3 separate regions of the Sus scrofa genome follow, and regions 1 and 3 are each linked to region 2. A link is a contact called in public promoter capture Hi-C data. All regions are on one chromosome and are shown on one strand. Each heading gives the region's core, a stretch centred on a gene start, on an enhancer-like site or on the middle of the called end of the contact. The rest is flanking DNA. Distances are from core to core; before and after follow the strand shown.

Region 1 (4,103 bases), core at 816-3,315, 180 kb before region 2:
AGGGGGCGCAGCTGCCGCCGAGCTTCCGGAAGTTGAGGGTTTTGTTTCCGTGGGGAAGATCTTAAGAAACGGACAGGGACGCGCCGCTGAGTCCTCCCAGCGCAGTAGCGGGCCTGAACTGGGGGCTCAATCCCGGCGCCCGTGAGCGTGATTTTTCCGTGCGAGGCCTGTGGTTCCCTGCGACCTCGTTTATGGAGGGCTGTAAAGTCTAGCGGCGATACATCATCCTGATAGGCCCGCGTTTCACCAAGGTTGTGACAAAATCGGGAGCTAGACCTGGGGCTCTGGGCGCGCTGGTAAAGGGACTCTTTACCAGCGAGCTGAAGGGAGGAAGGTTTGAATGGGGACAGCTGCCTTTCCGGGAGGGCGGGGGGAAGGGAGGAGCTTGGAGATGCGGCTGAGAAGTCAGGACGGCAGTGGCGGACTGAGCGCGGTCAGGGGAGCAGTGCGCCCGGAAGCCCAACAGGGAGGAAGGGCCCAGAGTTTGAGTTTGGAACGCCTTGACCTAAACGGATTTCTCATAAGAGCAGCAGCAGGGCAAGATTTATATATAAAAGATTTATATATATATATAAAAAATAGTTTTTATTATTTATTTATTTTTGTCTTTTTGCCTTTTCTAGGGCCGTTTCCGTGGCATATGGAGGTTCCCAGGCTAGGGGTCGAATTGGAGCCATAGCCACCGGCCTACACCACAGCCACAGCAACGCAGGATCCGAGCCGCGTCTGTGATCTACACCACAGCTCACGGCAATGCCGGATCCTTAACCTACTGAGCAAGGCCAAGGATCGAACCCGCAAGCTCATGGTTCCTAGTTGGATTCGTTAATCACTGTGCCTCCACGGGAACTCCGATAATAGTTTTTAAATTATAGTTGATTTACCGTGTTCTGTCTATTTCTGCCTCACAAAGTGAGCCAGTTATGCATACATACATTCTTTTTTTCACATTATTCTCCATCATGTTCCATCACAAGTGATCATATATAGTTTCATGGGCTACACAGCAAAATCCCATTGCTTATCCATTCCAAATGCAGTAGTTTGCATCTGCTAACCCCAAACTCCCAGTCCATCTCCCTCCCTCCCCCTCCGTCTTGGCAAGCACAAGTCTGTTCTCCGTGTCCCTGAGTTTGTTTCTTTTCTGTAGATAGGTTCATTTGTGCCCTATATTAGATTCCAGATATAAGTGATAGGGTATTTGTCTTTCTCTTTCTGACTTACTTCACTTAGCATGAGAGTCTCTAGTTCCATCCATGTTGCTGCAAGTGGCATTATTTTGTTCTTGTTTGTGAAAAGATGGTTTTGACTCCCAGGTGGCGGCTGCATGATAGGAGGGCAGGAACTGTGAGCTGAGCACTTCTAGGAGGCCAAACTGTGGATGTGAGTTGGTGGCCCACTGTGGTGGCAGTGGGTATGGAGAGAATTGTATCCGTCAAGATATTAAAAATTGACAAGGAGTTCTCCTGTGGTGCAGTGGGTTAAGGATCTGGCGTTGTCACTGCAGCGGTTTGGGTCCCTGCTGTGGCCCGGGTTTGATTACTGGCCCCTGGAACTTCCACGTGCTGTGGGCAGGGTGAAAAATAAAATTTAAATTGACAAGACTTTTGGATTAGATATGGGATTTGAGTGAGAGGTCAGTATCCAGCAGTGACTCGAAGTTTCTGGACTGAATGAATTATGTAAAAGAAAAGCAAACTATTCTGACGTTTGCTAGAGGTCCTTTTTCCCCTCATGTAAAAACAAAAACCACATTTTTTTTCTCTCTGGTTGTATGTACTCATTATATATTTTGAGTACTCATTGTAGAAAATTCAGCACATAGAAAAATATTTATAGGAGACCTTAGAAATTGCCTTCAATTCTACTGCCCAAGATGGCCATATTTTGGTGTACTTCGTGTTTTTGTTTTCTGGGTGCATCTTCTTTTATAATTGGGTGTACATTTTATCTTTCTGTATTTTTTTTTCCATTGGACCTTGATTATGACTGAACTGCTGTGTGCCAGGACGTTATTCACAAATGTTCTTTTTTTCTTTTGTTACAATAAGAAAAAAGTCAGATGAAATTCCAGCAGGTCAAAGGTAATTTTTCGTTGTATTTTTCTTTCAATTTTGTGTGTGTGTGTATGTGTACCTTTTTTAAAAAACCCACAATTTTATGTTTTGATTTCCACATCAAATGTTTTAGTGTTATTTATTGCTGTTTTTATACATCCTTAAGTACTCTTCAAGACTACAGTTTTTAGTGGTTGTTTAGTGAAAACAAATCCTGTTACTAGTTCTTTTCAGCTTTTACTGTTAGGATAATGATAAGGACCTCTTGTTACATAAACCTTCAGATTGCCAGTTTATTCTTTGAGAAAAATGCTGTAAATGGAACCTCCTAGGTAAAAGGATAAAATGAACCTATCAAATTGCCTCACCCAAATATCTCATTAGGACTGATTGAAATTGTTTTAAAGATCAAATTTTTGCAATGCTTTGTTTTTCTGTGCAAGGATATGTCTTTGTAGTTATTTGTCATGTTTCTCTTATGTCTTTGTATATACCCCGTCCTTTTCTTGTTCAATTTATGTCTATAAAGGGCCAGTATTATTAAAGCATTGTGCCCTCCCTGCTTAAATCCCCATGTGTGAAATGAGTTCTCTGAGTCATGTCATACTTTTCCTCTGTAAGATTATTTTCTTCTTTCGTATTTGTGTCTAGGTGCTGCTAAAACATAAATCAAATGGTGAGATAAGAAAACTAAAAAGGCTAAGAAGTTGGAGTGAGGTTTCATTAATGCTAAAAGTAACCTGTGATCTAAAACATTTTTGGTAATCTGCACCTAGTTGTCTATTGGGGAAACGGCATCTCATCCACGGATCAGAGCCGGACTTACTGCACAAGCAGGGGATCAGGTGGCAACCTTGATCCTTCGCCAGGAATGGTAAAGGAAGCTAGAAACAGCAGGTTTAGGAAGACAGTATACTGTGAGAATGCCAGATGTGTTTTCGGGATAGATTTTTCTATTTTAACACTTTTATATGTTCTTATTAAAGTTACTTTGTTAGGGAGTTCCCAGTGTGGCTTGGCGGTAACAAACGTGACTAGTATCCATGAGGACTCGGGTTGGATCCCTGGCCTTGCTCAGTGGGTTAAGTATCTGGTGTTGCCGTGAGCCGTGGTGCAGGTCACAGATACGGCTCAGATCTGGCCTGGCTGTGGTTGTGGCTGTGGCTGGGGTATATGCAAGCAGCTGCAGCTCTGATTTCAACCCCCAGCTGGGCAACTTCCATATGCCACAGGCACAGCCCTAAAAAGCAAAAAAATATCTCGTTAAGTAAAGATATTTTTTTGTTAGTGACCTACGGTGTTAACTTTTGGTCTTTTGGTCTTGTGCAACAGAATCCTGTCTTATCTATGAAATGCAGTTAACAGAGCAACTGGACCTGTTTCCTGAGTACAGGGTGACCCTTCTGTTATTTAAAGATGTGAAAAATGCTGGAGCCTTGAGAAAAAAGGCCATGGAAGGTGGCATTGACGGCTCATTAATCAACCCTACAGTGGTAAGTACTTGTGGGAAGGAGTGCACTCTGCAGGGAGTTTAAGAATATGAAATATTTCTTGCTGTTACAGGTCAGCCCAAACCTGTTATCTTCAGGTAAAAAGGCCTTGTCCAAGCTGTGGAGTGGAATCAGATTTGGCCGACCTTGAATTAGCAGTGACTAGAAGCCAGAGCACCCCGCCCTAGGAGCTGTCAAAGGCGGTCCAGCCCTGATGTGATCGCAGCTGTCTGGGATCGTCTTCTCCTCTGAAAGAGAAAGTCTGGGAAGGAGGCACTGCATAGTGGTTAAGGGAACACACTGTAGAATCACTGTGACTCAAATCCCAGATATGCCATTTATTATGGCTTTGAGCAAGTGGTAGCTGACCTTTATATAAAGGTGTATTTGGCTCCTGGCATTGTTGCAAGTTGTTTACACACACAGCTGACTCAGTCTTCACGACAACCCATCCGTGACGTCCTAGGATGGTCTGCACCTCTAGATGAAATGCTAAGGCATTTGCTCCGGTTCCCTCGTGGTAACTGAGGACAGCTGGGATTCAGACCTGTTCTTT
Region 2 (4,654 bases), core at 1,054-3,553:
ACACCTTCTTGCCCTCATGTTCCACATCTAATTTGCATTAAAATGTAATAAGAATGTAAAATTAGTGTATCAGTGTAATTATTCTAGCCTTAAGTATCTCTTAAATCAGTCTACTTTCTTCTACATCCACCAAAACTTCCCTCTTCCAAAATATCATCATCATTTGTCTAGCAATACTGCAATGGCCTCCTAATTAGCCATCCCTGACTTACTACTGCTGCTCCCCACCCCAACCTACTGTCAAAGCTGTTCTCTACTCTGCTACAAAGTGATCTTTCTGAAATTCAAATCTTATCATATACCCTTTTATTTTCAATGACTTCCCAGAATAAAGGTTCCAAATCTCCGGCATAGCATACAAAGTCTTCAAGTCTGTGCTCAACCCATATTGGTTTTTGGTGCCTTGAAAATGCCATGCTCTCTCTAACCATCAGTACCTTTCCGTGTGCCTTTCCCTCAGCTAGAAAGATCTTTCCTTTTCCTTTGCCCAGGTAATCGTAACATGCCTTCAGCTCTCAGCTGTCATAAATACCTCAGGGAAGCTTTCCCCAGCTTCACTGACAAGGTCAGATTCCCTTAAAGAATGTTTTCAAAGCACATTAGCACAATATGTTTTACTTTTATTTATGTGACCAGCTCGTTTTTGTCTCTCTCCCTCTCTAGACTGTGTACACTATAAAAAAGTAGAGAGACACACACACAAAGCATCTAGCATAATGTGTGGCCCATGATGAATACTCAATAATACATGCTCAATGAATTGACTACCAAATAGAATATTTATGAAGCCAAACAACAACTATTACTCTTTAACGATCAACAGTCTACAGCATCAACATCTGGCAGAACTTTCTGTAATGGTAAAATTTTTTCGACATCTGCACTGTCCAATCAACATAGCCACTAGTCAGGGGTGGCTACTGAACATGTGAAAAAGTGGTTTAGTACAAGGGGCACTGAATTTTTAACTTTACTTAATTTTAACAAATTAAGATGTAAAGAGTCACACTTTGCTATGACTACTGTATGGAACAGCACAGGTCTATCTATAGTCTTTTCAATTGTTGTTAACCTTGTTTTGCTCTGCGCAGCTGACAACCTGTCTAAGGAGCAGGCCTAGGCAATAAACCCTAGGCTTCCGTTTGGTCCCCACAATGTACCTTTCACAGAATAGAAACTTAATAAATGTCTGATGACTGGATATCCAAATTCTATAATGAACCTTTTTTTTTTCCTTCTCCCTGAAAAGGAATCAATTTAATGCAGTTGTTTTCAAAATGATCTTTGGGAGTCAACCAAAAAATCAGCTCTTTCTAGTTGTCCAGATTGTTGGGAGCTGCAGCATAAGCCTCAAGCATTTCTAAGCCCCTCCTACCACCTGGGGACCCCTTTGCTGCTACAAATAAGGGGCCAGAGAAGCACAATGGGTGAGGAACCTCTAGAGACTAACAACTCCTGTGGTGTACATAATCCGCACTACTCCCTCAAGGGAAGTCCCGCCCTTCAAGCAAACTAATCTCCTAACTGCCCCACAAGATAGTCCCTGGGCAACCACTCTCACCGCGCCTACACCGCCCTTCTCCTTTCCTTCAGGGTGCGAAAAGCCCGCCTCCTCCCAAAAACGTTTCTTAACCACGCACACTGGGAATACGGCGCCTCTGAACATCTGGTGTAATTCAAAAGGCTCGGGGACCCACTGAGGGAGAAAAAACAGAGAGATCTTTACCAGAAAGAAAAGGAGACTTGGAGTAATTGACCAGCACCTGGACAAGAGTCGAGGCCCAGGAGGGGACAAGGCCCCTATAATCCTTTAAAAGCACGCGTACTTTGTGTCAGGCACCGTGACAGGCAGCGAGCAGGAGGCAGCCGGCAGGGAGAGCAAGCAGAGCGCGCAGGGACCACCCATCACCCTGCCCACGGCGACTCACACCTCTCCCCGGCCCGGCTCACGGGCCCGGCTCACCTTCGGACTGGTCAGCTCGCCCTCCGAGTAGCGGTACCTCGGCAGTGGCGGCAGAGGCAAAGCCCCGCTGGGATGCGCCTGCAGCCAGGCCTTGGCCTCCTCGTCGTCCTCGTCGTCCGTACTTTCCCGACGCTGACTCTCGTAGTTCAAGTCCGCGTCCAGGTCCCGCCCCTCCTCTTCTTCCATCTCCTCCACCATCACCACCTCGTCCTCATCCAAGTTCTCCGCCTCCTCCGCCTCCTCCTCCTCCTCAAGCTCCCCGGGCCACGGCAGGTCCTCGGGCTCCATGTTGGCGGCTCGCTCTAGGAGGCAGTGGAGGAGGAGGAGAGGGGGGGAGGGAGGGAAGGGAGGGGAAAAGAGCCGACTGGCGGTTGCGCCCGCGCGCAGGCGCAAAGACCGCCGCCCCCTTGCGCCCGGCGCCGCGTCGCGCGGACGGGGCGGGGCAGGGAGTGAGCGCGCGCGTTGCTAAGGACGCCCCGCGGGGTTGGGCGGGAAGGCTAAAGGTGGTGGGCTGGGGCTGGCGACGCCTTGCCGCCGTCACCCGCTGGGCTCTAGCTCACAGCACTGTAAGCTCACAATAAACCCGGACAGAGCTCCTGTCAGGAGAGGGTAGAATTTCGTCCTTGGCAGGGCCAGGCCAAAACAATTTTACCGCTGCACCGAGAGGAGATCATACCTTCAGACAAACCTAAGATCAAACTTGCAAATTATAATTTTTGATTTTTAAAGATTGAGTGCCTGATATACGACAGGCTGTATCATGGGCACTTGACCCTAAGGTGGAAAAGTGTCACAGGCAGTACAGGAGTTGAATAAGAACTGGTCTCTGGTGTCAGAAAGATGGGAGTTTGAATCCTAACTTGGCCACTTACCAATGGGATTAAGCCTCTATGAAATGAGGGTAACAGGCATAGGATAAATGCGATATTTAAAGGAGATAATCCCTATGAAGAACTTAGTGGTAGGTGTTATTCATTGATTATTATTCAGTAACATTAAATGCTTACAGTGCTGTGAGACAAGTATTATTACCATTTTGTATTTGGAGAATATAAGGCTCAGAAAAATAACTTGCCCCAGATCTCTTATTACCTAGTAAGTGACTGGCAATGCCATTCCAGGTCTTGTCTAAGTCCAGTAATTGCCCTCACCCTATAAAGGATAGCTCATAAAGGATAAAAGAGCAAATATTTATTACTGATAGTACATGTTTTGGGGTTAGTCAGTGATTTTGAAATGCTTCTGAAACAGTTTTCCCTACCACTTGAGTCCCTATAAAATGAATAGCAAGTTGAAGAATCTTGGAACGCTTTGCTATTACTTGAGGAGATAGCCACAATTAGTATGGAGTCCAACAATGATTCTTCATAGTATTACCCACAAAAGCAGAGATAAATTAGCAATGATATTAAACCAACACTGGTGGGATAATTAAGGGGGTACTGCCAAGGATGTAGCTCCTGACTGCCAATGACTCAATCCTGAGAAAACTATAAAGGTAGATTATGAACTGGAGCCCAAAGCCTCAGGGCTCCTTTGAACACCTCTAAATGATCAAATACAATCCTTGTGGTAGGTTGAGGCTTTTCCTTGCTGGAGAGCTATGACTGTAGTGGTAGGGGGGAAAATGCTTGGTTTTATATTTATGACTTGAGAAATCCCAATGTATCTCTCCACTAAAAAGGTCACACATTTCATTGATACTGTCATTAAATAATTCTGCAAAACTTTACCATTTACTTAGAAATCCTACTGTCATTATCACTAAAAATGTCAGGAAAAATAAAGAGAACTAATGGAACTATAAAATTAATTATCAAAGCTCTCAGAAACCCTCAAAGTACCAAGGCACAAAGAACTTCTCTTTACCTTGTGAGAAACAACATGAACCATTCTAGATGTACATATCTCCTCAGTTAATAACAGGCTGCATCATGTATTCAGGAATTAGTTCCGATACGAGATTCTACCTTAATACAAGCTGATATGACTAATTGGTGCAGGGGACCCACACAAAATCTCCTGCTTTATCAACAGTAGGTAGACACTACTTTTCCAAAGTGACCACCTAAACAGGCTTTTCATGATCTGAAGTCTGGAGATTTGGTCTTTCTGAAAACACATCAGAAGAAAACTTCCCTTGAACCTCAATGGAAAAGACCTTATTAAGCTCTTAACAACTGACCCAGCAGTAGAATTCCAAGGCATTGATCTGGGGTTCATGTTTCCCAGCTAAATATCCATGCATCATTTTTCCTAACTATTGGATGTCCATTCCATTGACCTTGAACTGAAGAGTCTTGGGACTTCTCCAGAAACTGCTGATTACAGAAGTGAACAGCTTGTGCCCCTGACAATAGAACAAGATTAATTTTCTGATTCTTCAGCCTCTTTTCCCTACAACTAATCTTGCCTATTAATGTACTTTGACAATTAACAACATGATGTCTGAATATAAGCTCCTTTATCTTCATCCTGTTACTTTTTATTCCAGGTGCTCTTTTGCTGCTGAAGAAAAACAATACTTTTGGGTACTTTGAGTATTTTTCTCAAACCATAGCTACTGCTCTTGTTTATTTATTTGTTTTTCTTTTGGGGCTGCACCCACAGCATATGGAAGTTCCCAAGCCAGGGATGAAATCTGAGCTGCAGCTGTGACCTACACTACAGCTGTTGCAACACTGGATCCTT
Region 3 (4,250 bases), core at 212-2,711, 210 kb before region 2:
TGAGGAAATCTTATGCTTGAGCTCTATTCTTATCTCTCTCTCGTATTTTTTGGTATTTCTAAAACATAAATACGTACTGTCAACATCCAGCGTGATACCAGGCACATGACAGAAACTCAATAAATGAGTGGGAATTTAAGTTGATACCATATAAATACACAGACACACACACACATATATGGCCACACTGGTGGCATATTTATGTGTGTGTGTATATGTGTGCATGTGTGTATATACATACACATACACATATATATATGGAAGTTCCTGATCCAGGGATTGAATCTGAACCGCATCTATGACCTATACTGCAGCTGCAGCAGTGCCAGATCCTTGTAACCCACTGTGCTGGGCTGGGGGTCTAACCCATGCCTCTGCATCAACCGGAGCCACTGCAGTCAGATTCTTAACACACTGCACTACAGCAGGAATTCCCAATACAATATTTTTGGAGATTAATTAGGCATTATCTTTCAAAAAAATTTTTTTTGTCTTTTTAGGGCTATGCCCTCAGCATATGGAAATTCCCAGGCCACAACCACAGCCACAGCCACACCAGATTGGAGCTACATCCTTGACCTATGCCACAGCTTGGGGCAATGCCAGATCCGTAACCCACTGAGTGAGGCCAGGGATCAAACCCACATCCTCATGGATATTAATAGGGTTTTTAACCCGCTGAGCCACAACAGGAACGCCTCTTTCAAAATTTTACATTTGTATTTCCTTCATTCCAGCAATTCTACTTCTAGAAATATAGATATAGATGTATACATGTATTAGGATGTTCACATTGCAGCCCATCTGCAGGATATTATTTTTTATTATTATTATTTTTTAAACCGAAAACTGTAAGTCCATCAATATTGGACTAGTTATATAGAGTATGGAATATTATGCACCATTAAAAGGAATAGAATGAGGAGTTCCTGCTGTGGCACAATAGGATCAGTGGCATTGGAGCACTAGGGTGCAGGTTGGTTCCCCTGCCCACCACAGTGGGTTAAGGGTCCGGCATTGCTGCAGCTGTAGCTTAGGTCGAATCTATGGCTGAGAGCTGATCCCTGGCCCAGGAACTCCATATGCTGAGGGTCGGCCAAAAAAGAAAAATGAAAGAATGGAATGAATGTATAAATAAATTGGGGAAATCAGTATCCAAGCTAGACTGCAGAATATGTATAGTATGCTGCTTTTATTTAAAATATAGGATATACATTATGTACAAATACTTATATACAAGGTACAACAAATGTGACTGTAACGTTTGTAAAATATGTTAGCACTACACAAGAAACTGGGATTGTGAGACAGCTTTCCAGGTCCTGCACTATTGTACTTCTGAGGGTACACACAAACTAACAGACCTGTGCTACCAGCCGCCCGCTAAAGAGGGCACTGCAGCCAGCAGAGTCTTGTTTACTAATCAAGTTTCTTAGTCGGCCGGCGTGGTGACGTCATCTCGACGAGCAGTGGCGCATGCGCAACAGCAAGGCGATCGGGGCGCGGCGAGGGTTGCTGCTTAGGCGCTTCCGGTTCCGGATCGAGTCTAGCTTTGGGTGCGCCGGCCTGGCGAGTTTAGCATTTTTGGCCTTCTGTGGGCGTCTTCTTGGGGGCTACATGAGCCACTGTCATCATGCTCACAGACGCTGGAGCCAGAGTTGGGTCTACTCTGGTCATTCCTCCGCCAAGAAGAAAGGTGGAAACCACATCCCGGAAAGGTAATATGCCTTGGCTCCTGGGCCTGGGCTTCAGGTCTGCGCTCTCTGCTTGTCACTGTGGCTTCCGAGCGCTTGCCCCGCCCGACTTGTGCTACGGGGCATTCATCCTCTCGCTTCGCCGTACGTAGTAGCTGGAAGGGACGGTCTGATGTTTTCATTTCTTCCCGTTGTTTTAAAAGCGAGGCTCTGGCCATTGCTTCTCGGGTAAAATGCAGAGAGACTGCTTTTTAAGATGGAAGCGGCAGTGTTGGGATTTCCTCTTAATTACTGAAATGGAGTCTCCTTCAATTCCTCAAGTTGTGCTACAGAAAATGTAATAATTGAATTTGAGTGAAAAAACCCAGCAGCGCCGCCGAGTTTTCCATCGAAAAAGTTGCTTTGTGTGGTTTCTGTTGCTTCTTAACCGGTGACATTTGGAAGATCTACCTCTGTACGTTCAAATGATTAATTTGGAGACATTGCTCATGCGCAGTAAACTCGTTTATTCCTTGAGATTTTCCTTTTTTCCTCTCTTACCACATTAAGTTCGCTTCAGTTTATCTCTTGAATTTCTTTTGAAACTGTCACCTCTCCATTAGCGTTCTAATACTGAACTTGGCTACCTGTTGCAATTAGGTCCCTACGAGTGTCTGTATATCTACTCTTGTTTCCTTTCAATCCATTCTTCACACAAGAAATATTTTTAAGACACAAAGTTGGAATATTGCTCATAAACATCTCTCAAAAGCATTTTTCCCCCCAAAGCATTGTTTTAAGAATAAAAAACAAACCCTTGACCTCTAAGACCCTGCATGGTATAGAATCTTCTCTGCTTCTAGACCCCCGTCTTTGCTACTTTTGCCTTCACTTTCTATGCTTCAGATACTCTGAATTAACCTTAGTTCAAACTCATCCTACACAAGTCAGTTCACATATTACTTTTCACTGTGATTCCTAACTTTAAGTGAAGTTCACAGTCCTTTTATCACCAGGTTTTCTTTTATATTTTAATTTTTTAAAATGAGAGTTGCAACATTTATGTCACGTCTCTCTCTCTTTTTCTTTTTTTTGCCACACTTGCAGCATGTGGAAGTTCCCCAGCCAGGGATCGAACCTGCACTACAGCAGCAACCCACAGTGGTGAAAATGCAGTGGTGAAAATGCAGGAGCCTTAACCCGCTGAGCTACCAGAGGACTCACATAAGGTTTTCTTTTAAAATATGAATTTGAAGTTCCGTACTGATTGAGTTTGATGGCATCAGTTGTATGAGGACTGAAAAGAAACCGTGAAGTCAAAGAATTGAATTTTAACTATCTCAGTCAACATTTGAGTAGTAATGATACCTTAGTATTGAAGACCGGCCTAGGTTTTATCAGGTAGACAGAAGTTCCGACCATCTCTGGTGTTAGATATACCTTATTTGTTGAGATCTTTGCACTGTTTAATTGCCTTTTATCTGTTTTTGAGCTGGGGAAACAGGAGGAAGGCAAGTATAGGTTCTTACTAGATGGGGTTGAATAATTGGAGCAGCAAAATGCCAACAGAAGGAGGGGACCTCCTGTAGAGGGCTGTGATTTCCATTTACAAGGAGCCTTCATCCTATGCAGAGAGACAGGCTAACATAAAATTTGCCTAATGAAAAATGTGTTAATAGGTGGAAAGACTATCTCCCAGTTGGACAGCGGATGCCTGGGACACGTTTCATTGCTTTCAAAGTTCCTTTGAAAAAGGTAAGCAAAGGTTAATACAGTATTCTTTCAGAAGTCTAAAATCACTGTATTGAACCCTGGTTCTCAACTCTGTCATACTCCATTTTCCCTTTTTATAGTGGATATGTTGTGATAACCCTTGTTGTCCTGAAATCAAGTTCATAGGCAAATACGGTTTACTTTCCTGCTTAATTTTGTTTACTTATTTATTTTTGGGGGGTGAAAGAGAAAAGGATAGCTTTATTGCTTTTCCAGGCAAAGGAGGCCACAGCAGGCTAATGCATCAAGACTGTGCCCCCCCATACTTAATTTTAAAGAAAAAAAATCAATGTAATGCACTCTCACTAAAGAATAAAGTAATTTGTAATAATGTGTATTTCAGTACGTGAATGTTTGAGCATGACTATACTACAAATTAAGAAATAGTTGATTACTTGCACCATGAATGCAAAAGCTGCAAATTCAAACTGATCTAGGTGGGTTATATTGTGTTAGGAGCAGGAGTTGCTATGACAGTGAACAGCTCTTAGGACATTTCCAAATAAAACAAGGCATTCTTCACTCAGTTGATGAGATGATTAACATTCTGGAAAATGTAGTGTACGTTAAAGCTGCCAAGAACCAAAGTCTTTGTGTTTATTTGTGAAATACAGTTAGGTTCTAAGGCTTAGATAATTATCAGTAGTTTTTTCACGTATGTGAATGTCGAATAGGACATTCAAAAGTCATTCAGGGAGTTCCTGCTGTGGTGCAATGGGATCAGTGGTGTTCTTGGAGTGCTGAGGTGCAGGTTTGATCCCCAGCCCAGCACAGTGGGTTAAGGATCCATTATTGCGGTAGCTG

The links. Promoter capture Hi-C pulls out the DNA fragments that hold promoters and counts their contacts.
Region 1: a contact with region 2 is called in a promoter capture Hi-C map of liver, with 2.5 times the contacts expected there. The contact joins the promoter of TPRKB here to the promoter of ALMS1 in region 2. A contact is called at or near these places in 2 of 5 promoter capture datasets (fetal liver and liver), 1 of 47 Hi-C or Micro-C datasets (embryonic fibroblasts) and 1 of 2 datasets of contacts at active chromatin or transcription factors (alveolar macrophages).
Region 3: a contact with region 2 is called in a promoter capture Hi-C map of fetal liver, with 2.5 times the contacts expected there. The contact joins the promoter of DUSP11 here to the promoter of ALMS1 in region 2. A contact is called at or near these places in 2 of 5 promoter capture datasets (fetal liver and liver), 2 of 47 Hi-C or Micro-C datasets (liver and skeletal muscle) and 1 of 2 datasets of contacts at active chromatin or transcription factors (alveolar macrophages).

The regions. Positions count from the first base shown.
Region 1 is chr3:69,236,260-69,240,362 of Sscrofa11.1, forward strand. It overlaps TPRKB (TP53RK binding protein), which reads left to right and starts at 2,066. Exons shown (of 5, transcript NM_001144846.1): 1 at 2,066-2,084; 2 at 3,390-3,550. The coding sequence starts at 3,410.
Region 2 is chr3:69,414,740-69,419,393 of Sscrofa11.1, forward strand. It overlaps ALMS1 (Alstrom syndrome protein 1), which reads right to left and starts at 2,304. Exons shown (of 22, transcript XM_021087373.1): 1 at 1,964-2,304. The coding sequence starts at 2,251.
Region 3 is chr3:69,204,711-69,208,960 of Sscrofa11.1, forward strand. DUSP11 (RNA/RNP complex-1-interacting phosphatase) reads left to right here and starts at 1,462. Exons shown (of 8, transcript XM_003125007.6): 1 at 1,462-1,718; 2 at 3,353-3,428. The coding sequence starts at 1,477.